Linked DNA regions of Mus musculus: region 1 is linked to region 2. The links are chromatin contacts, called in public promoter capture Hi-C maps. All regions are on one chromosome and are shown on one strand. Each heading gives the region's core, a stretch centred on a gene start, on an enhancer-like site or on the middle of the called end of the contact. The rest is flanking DNA. Distances are from core to core; before and after follow the strand shown.

Region 1 (3,715 bases), core at 302-2,801, 490 kb after region 2:
GTAATTCCTTTTCTATGTCCTCATTGGCCTGAGGCCCTAGTGCTTTCTCCAACTCTTGTCACTCCTCCCACATCCCCCGCCCCTGCCCCAAGCTCCCCGTGCACTATGGGAGGCTTGGGTTCACAAGAACAGCCCAGGCACCAGCCAGTGTCGGGAACGCTAAGAAGAGGGGAAAGATGCCACCCCTGTCCACAGCTTCTCTTCAACCTCCTAAATTGACTTCTCTCCGTCTTACTTCACAGGCCTGCCCACAGAAACTCTTCAGTCCCCACTGACCCCCTCAGCCACTTCCCAGCTCCTGACCTTACCCATGGTCCCCTATCTGCCCCTTCCCAAGGAGGCGGACCTTAGACTTGGGCTGCAGAGGTCCCATGGGTCCTGTCCCACTCAAGACAGAGAGCCGCCGGCTGGAGAATGAAAGGCTTACCGGAAGCCATGGCATGTGGGAGGAAGAGTGGGTGTGAAGATGGTCATGTATCCAAGCTCCCTGTTCTATAGAGTGTAACAAAGCGACCACCACAATCTGGAAAAGCAGATACTGTAATCCATAGTACTGCAAGACATGGTCTGTCCTGACCCTGAAATTTGGTTGAGCCGGGGCTCTGGAAGGTCATGGGGCTCACAATTCAAGAAGCTGCTAGCATGTGGAGCTCAGCAGAGGAAGTAAGACCAGTGGGAGCCTCCCGCCTTTCTCTCCCCCAGCCTCTATCCTTGCCAAAGGATAGGGCACCTCTGTCCCATCTTGCAAAATCTACATGACAGGCATGACACCTTAGAGATTGCTTCTGTGTTCTCCCACTGGGCTAGGGCCACCCCTTCCCTAGCCTTCTCAAATATTAGCCGACAAACTCCTTCCTTGAGGAACTTAGATAGGCACCATCTTTTACCGTTTGAAAGATGGAACACTATGCTCATTAGTAGCGGGGGGGGGGGGGGGGGGTTGAAGCCCCTGGAGGTGTTAGTGGGGTCACAGCAACTAGCCTGGATTCCCAGCTGGTGGAACTACTTCAAGGTCCCCCACAAGGATATTCACAAGGCTAAGAGTAAAACTCAAGTCCTGCCCAGGAAAGCATAGATTTTCACCCAGTCCCAGCCTGTACTGCCGATCAGGAAGAGGAAGAGTGTCCTGTCTTCCCCATCCCGAGCCCTCTGCCCAACTCCCCAGCCGCAGGTCCCAGCCTCACAAGGTTCCATGCCCCAAATTCTAAAGCTCCCCATCTGGTAGTTGTGCCCCGCCCCCATCCCGTGGTTGGGGTCCCAGCCCGGCTAGACAAAAAGGACACGGCTGAACAGAAAAGACAAGGTGGCCTTTCCCTCTATTCTGGCCACCCCTGACCTGAGGGAGAGGAACAACTAACTGTCAAGCCTTGAGGTGCACAGACCAGACTGACTCAGAACGGACCTATCTAGGTTTCTTTAGCCCGAGGCTGAGCGTTGATGGCCAGCACTGTGGACAACGGAAGGGAACAAAAGTATTAAGGGTGAAGGGCTGGAATTTGGAGGCAAAAAGATTTAAGCCAACTGGAGAATCCAAAGGGCGGAGCCAACTCTGGAGCAGACACTCCCAGCCCAAACTCAGCTTTCTTAGCGCTGTTCCTTAGGAGTGAGCACAGGTAAGTTGGCTGCTACCTCACGCGGGTCCCTCCCTGAAGCCCTCACGAATCTAGATTTCTGCCTCTGGGTGCAGGCTACCCTCTCCTGGCCTAGAGCGACGCTTCCGCAGCTAGCTCAGTCCCTACGTTCCTACCCAGGACGCACGGGACCCCAATGCCTGGGTTCGAAGCCTGTCCCTTCGTGGCAGGGAGGGGCTGGGGTGGTCGCACTCGGTCTGCAGCCCTCTAGAGCCGAGCCCTGCTGCTGGGAGGCGTACTGGGCAATAGGAAACGAGTTATTAGGAGGGAGTGGTGGAGCCGGGCCAGGCAGGAAGAAGCTAGAATAAGAAACATTTTGCTCCAGCCCCTTCCCAGTCCCCGGAGGCCGCCGCGCCAGCCGCGCAGATCGAGACCTTTCCCGGCCCCACAGGCCGGCTCTGGACGTGAGACCCCGGCCGCCTCCGGCAAGGAGAGGCGGGGGTCGAGTCGCCCTGTCCAAAGGTGAGTCGGAGTGCCGCTGGGCCGGGCAGGGAGACCTGTCCCTGGTCTCAGGGGGACCCTTCTTTATGTGGATCTCAAAGACCTCTCAGACGGCGCGTGGCAGGGTCAGTTTTAGCCGGGCAAGACAGTCAGCAGTCCCCTGGTTGTGGACACACACCTCCCTGCTACCCCGACCTGAGCGTGGAAGGGGGCGGGTCGAGCACGGATGGGGAATCAAAAAACTTTTTTTGCTAGGTATCCTGAGGCCTTTAGCTTCTCTTCCCTGCCGAGATTAACTCTTCTACCCTTATCTATAAAGGTAAAACGGGACTGAAAGATTCTTCCCTCCTGAGCTCCAGGGTGCTCTGTTGACATAGGAGCGACTTCCCTTGCGGAACCTCCTCATAGAGACCACTTAACCTGGCACCCCAATCCTTATCTCTATAGGGTCACAGAATTCCCCTGCCGTGGGTGTCCTTGACATTCCCCTTTAGGGACTCCTGGCCCTCCCCCAGGCTGAGATCCAGGCAGTCAGTCAGCCCTGCAGAGAACAGCTCTGCTTTCTTAGGTCTTCCTTTGAAGGACACATTCCCCTGCTCACGAGCAACTTCTGGATGAGTTCGGCCCCCTCTCTGACCCTCCAGGGTCAGTCTGTCTAGGGGGTCTGTCTAGGGTCTTTCCTCTCTGGATCCTCACCACTCTAGCTGGCCCCCCACCTGTCTTCACAATTATCCTTCTTTGTTGTGGGTGGTTTTGCTCACACAGCCTATCAGATGGGAGATAACTGTGCCCAGCTTGTGGAAGAGAGGTCAGCTTCAGGCTTTGGATGACTCTGAGAAGGGTGTCAGTCAATGACATCAGGAGACACCATGGTTGGGAGGTTTTTTGTTTGTGTTTGTTTGTTTGTTTGTTTTTGATACAGAGCTGGCCTCAGATTTTCAGTCCACCTGATTCAGCTTTAGTCTCTTTCCTGCCCTGCCTCAGGAGGCTTCTGAGTGCTGGGATACAGGTCAGTGCCGGCACATCTGGCTGCCGAGGGCTTGCTCCGTGCCACTTGCCACACAGTTGAGTAACTCTCGTGGGTCTCACCTGGGAAATGGTACTCTTCTTATGCCAATCTCCAAGCTGTGAGACGTAGCTGCCACAGACCACCCTAGCTAGGTATGGGGGTCCCTGGGATGTGGGTTCTCGAGGCTAGGTAGGTAAGGATTTGGCGGTGACAAACAGAAACAAACACAGAGGCCAGGAACAATACTCAATACTGCCAGGAACATGCCTGTTCCTGGACTGTGAATGTCCCATGATTCTTACCTCCTCGCCATCTTAACTCGATGTGTCTCTGTGGAGGAGTCTGCAGCACTCTGACGAGGTCCTCTCCTTACCTGAGAAAGTATTTTTTTTTTTTTTAGAAAAAGGATAGAGAAAGCTTACCTGCCTCGAGCCCCACATTGAACCCCAGCTTCCACGGACCACCCCAGTCGGGTGCTTGCTCAGGGCCAGTGTGTTGGTCTGTGTGCTGTATAGGAGTCTCTCCTTTCTGCAGCTTCCCGGTCAGAGATCTTAGTCACTTACAATTAACTGTGGTGTGAAAACAGTCAATGGGAATTTCCAGAACTAGGGAAGATATATATTTATATATATAT
Region 2 (3,679 bases), core at 427-2,926:
TTCTAGAGACTTTGTTGCAAAGCTCGCCTCCCACTCCAGAGCCTTTACCCACCAGCCTGAAGGGCTGTCCTCCGTTCCTCTTTGCCCACCACTTCTCACCAAGCAGCAGTCTGAATCACGTGCTCCACTAGTTCCAGGAGAAACTGCCTCAGATTTTGCCTTCCCCGGGTTCTCCCTCCCCGAACTTCATATCAGCAAAAAACAGTGTCCCTCAAAGTGAACGTTTGTTCTATACATAAGAAAACAAGTTAGTTCCTCCCACACCCAGGCTGGCACAAGGTGAAACCAATTAATATGTAAATATCCGTCAGCGCGCCAGAACCAGCCTGATTAGGAAAGGAAAGGTGAGACTCAATTCACCACCTGGCTCCTAGAATTTTTAAACACACCCCACATCCCTCTAGCCCAGGCTAGACTTAAATTCACTATTTAGCTGAGGATAACCTTGAGTTTCTGGTACTCCCGCCTCTACGTCCCAAGTTGCAGGGACTGCAGGCACAAGCCATCAAAATGGGTTTCATCTCAAGTTCTCTACCAATTAAGCGACATCACGAGTCCTCCCGGTTATCTTTAGAAGATTCCCTTTCTCCTTTACTTAACTACTGGGGTGAATGTAAAAATGGCTCCTTTGGGCATCAAAGAACTTCCTAAACCCAGGTGACTCGCAGTGCTTGGAATTGGTCCGGTCCAGACTTGAGAATAAAATAGCGCAAAAGGGCACACTGAAGTTGAATTCTGTTTTCTTGGAGCTTTTTCCTGCGTGAGGCCCGACAGCGGGTTGGTAGGGGTAGGGTGGGGTGGAGTGGGGTGGGGATGGGTGAGTCTTCCAGTCTACACTGAGTGAGGCCTCGCGGAATTCCAAGACCTGTTCTGGGGTGGGAATTCTTAAACAGCCCCCCTACTCCATAACTTTCATCACCTACCTTCAGGAGAAGGTGTGGCCGGTAGGTTGTTCATCGTTGCTGAGGGCAGGCTATTTCGTAGGGTCAGATCTGTGGGAAGAAGGACGGACAAGAATGAGGTGGACGGGCTCCTGAGGTCGCAGGGCTTGTAGATCCCAGGAGAGCCTCGGGCGCCAGGTTTTCCCCGAGTCCCTTCCCCTGGATATATCCACTCTCTTCCTTTCGGTTCTAATCAGCTTCCATAAACAAATCCTTCCCCCAAGAGCTGACCCTGGTCGCAGGGTCGGGGAATGGGTGGCGTTGGTGACCCTTTCCCCAGGCCTGGGAAAGTTAAGCAAGGGTCGGCCCGGTTGCGCCCATGAGCGATCCGGGTCCCTTAGCCACCTGCATTACCTGGGCTTCCAGGGCCAGGAGCCCCGCCGAGCCGTCCGCTGGGTGCGCCCCGCTCCCCGGGGATCCCGCGTGCCCCGGGCCCGCGCCCTGGCCGTCGAGTGTCCCTGCAGCCGCGCAGTACCCGTGCGGGTCAGGTCGCAGGCGCGCGGCGGCCGAGTGCGGGCTCCGGGCTTCCGCGCAGCGCGCTCACCTTTCCAGTCCGACGGGCGGGCAGGGCCGGGCGCCGCGCGTCCTTTTGAACTCGCCGGGGTGGGAGCGGCCGAGAGTCGCCGGAGCCGCGCCCGGGACCCCGCGCCGAGCGGCCGCCGAGCCCGGACCGCGGTGGGAGGGACAGGAAGGAGCTCGGGGCCGCCCTCAGCAGGTTCCCCCGGGAGGAAAGGCCACTGTCCGGAGCCGCTCCGCCCCCGTGCCGGGCTCGGCCGGGGTCGGCAGCGCCAGCTGTAGGGCGAGCGAGGGGCGTGTCCCGCGGGAGCTCAGTCACGCGTGGGCCCTCTGGAGTCCGCGACTTCGGGGCGACTTAGCCGAGCACCTCCCGGGGCCACCTGGACCTTCCGCGTGCGACCTTCCCAGGAGGCGGTGGAGCGTGGAGAGGGTAGGAGGTGTGGCTGTGGGCTGTTTAGGATTAAAAGCTCCAGCGTAAGTGCTTGCCAGCTGGGTGGCTGTGGGCACATTCCTGAACACCTCAGTAGTCGGTTTCCTCATCCCTAAAATGGGGACTGAAAGTGGCAATTCCCGTAAGGCCGTTTTACAGCCTTGGTCCTAGCCCGAGGCAAGCGCCTTGATTTAAATATTCATCAGTGCTGTACTTTAGCAGCAGTTGGACTCACGTCAGTGACAGGAAATGCTCCCAAATTAACTAGAGGAACTCGTTGACTAAGAGGCAATAATTCTATATAACAGGCTCTGGAGGTGGTCCCGCTGTGTAAGCTAGCGCAGGTTACTTCTGATTCTTTGGGCAAAGCTGTGTGAACTCAGGGTTAGGGTTATTGCGGAGCTCCAATGAGTTGCCTAGAACCTCACCTAGCACATGATAATGTGCTCAAAAAACACTGGCCAGGTTACCTGGGTAGCTCACTGAGGGTCGGACCTGACCAACCACACTTGGCTTTCATGTCTTTTTTTTTTTTTTTCTTTAAAATATAACCTTTAAAAGTTGCTTTGGGGGGCGGGGGAGGGGGGGAGAGGGGTTAGCTGGAGAAAGGCTCCCAGTAGTTCACAACGTCCTGTGATTCAGTTTCAGGAGATCTTGATGCCCTCTTCTGGCCTCCACCGGCACCGGCAGGCTCACTTAAAACTTTGCTGGGGCTGATGAGAAAGCTTAGTCAGTGAAGATACCTAACTGCCTTGTAAAGCTAACAACTGAGTTTCCCAGAAACCACAAGCTGGCCTCAGGTTAGGACCCACTGCCTCAGCTTTGGTATTGCTGGCACGACAGGTTGGCACATGACACCCAGTCTATACCCAGACGCAGCCTGTCAACACTGTCCAGAGTCTGGGGAGCAGGGACTCAGGATGCGTCTGTGTCAGACCTCCATAAGGAGTCAAGTGAATCGATGATGGACACGGTCTCACATGGACAGCCAGTCTTCTCCAAGAGTGAAACTTAAGCCTCGGAAACTGAAGCAGCCATGCTTTTGTCAACAGACCTCTAGGGACCTCAGGGCAGACAAGAGACAGGTGACATTTATCTTCGCCTGGCTTTATTGGCTTCCTTGTGCTTCTACTGGGGTGGCCGTGTTCTGTGTCCTTGCCTTTTTCCTGGATGATGTCTGGGCCAACTGTTCAGTTCCCGGCTGAGACTGTCCACACTACCCAAGCATGTGGGCCCTTTCCTTCCCCCTTGGATGCTTCCTTGGGATCGCAGTAAAGTACCATGTTCACAGCGTAGTGCATTTTCCACTCTAGCTGTGCCTCTGTTGTAGCAGTTACTGACTTACCCCCCACCCCCATCAGACAGGAAGTCCTACAACTTGGACATGGCCTACTCCCCCAAAGAGTTCCCATTTTATTGGGGGGGGGAGAGACAAAGACAAAGCAAACCCCATAAGCAAAAGGCTTGAACTGGGTTTCTCCAGACTTTTTTTTTAAAGACAGCAGCACCTGTATCACATAGCAAAAGCTGACCTTGAAGTTCTGGTCCTCCCACCTCCGAGGACTGATCTTGGCAGGTAGGTGTCTGCCCACCTGCCTGGTTTATGTAGTGCTGGGGAATCAAATCCAGGCCTCCGAGGATGTTAGACAAGCATGCTACCAACTCAAGTGCCCGTGCAGCCTGAGGGTTTGTCAGATGGTGGACCTGGAGCAGAGGTGCCTCTATTCCCAGCCCGTTCTTACCCTTCCATGACACCCTAGTTAGCCTGGAGTAGTGATCCTGACTGCCACAG

Evidence for each region. Promoter capture Hi-C pulls out the DNA fragments that hold promoters and counts their contacts.
Region 1: a contact with region 2 is called in a promoter capture Hi-C map of liver, with 3 times the contacts expected there. The contact joins the promoter of Acvrl1 here to the promoter of Smagp in region 2. A contact is called at or near these places in 8 of 39 promoter capture datasets (the 3T3-L1 cell line, 3T3-L1-derived adipocytes, the C10 cell line and 3 more), 1 of 484 Hi-C or Micro-C datasets (liver), 2 of 115 datasets of contacts at active chromatin or transcription factors (bone marrow-derived macrophages and embryonic stem cells) and 1 of 9 other capture datasets (adipose tissue).

What each region holds. Positions count from the first base shown.
Region 1 is chr15:101,126,971-101,130,685 of GRCm38.p6, forward strand. Acvrl1 (activin A receptor, type II-like 1) reads left to right here and starts at 1,552. Exons shown (of 11, transcript NM_001277257.1): 1 at 1,552-1,613; 2 at 1,957-2,093.
Region 2 is chr15:100,635,264-100,638,942 of GRCm38.p6, forward strand. It overlaps Smagp (small cell adhesion glycoprotein), which reads right to left and starts at 1,677. Exons shown (of 4, transcript NM_174992.4): 1 at 1,296-1,677; 2 at 924-992. The coding sequence starts at 957.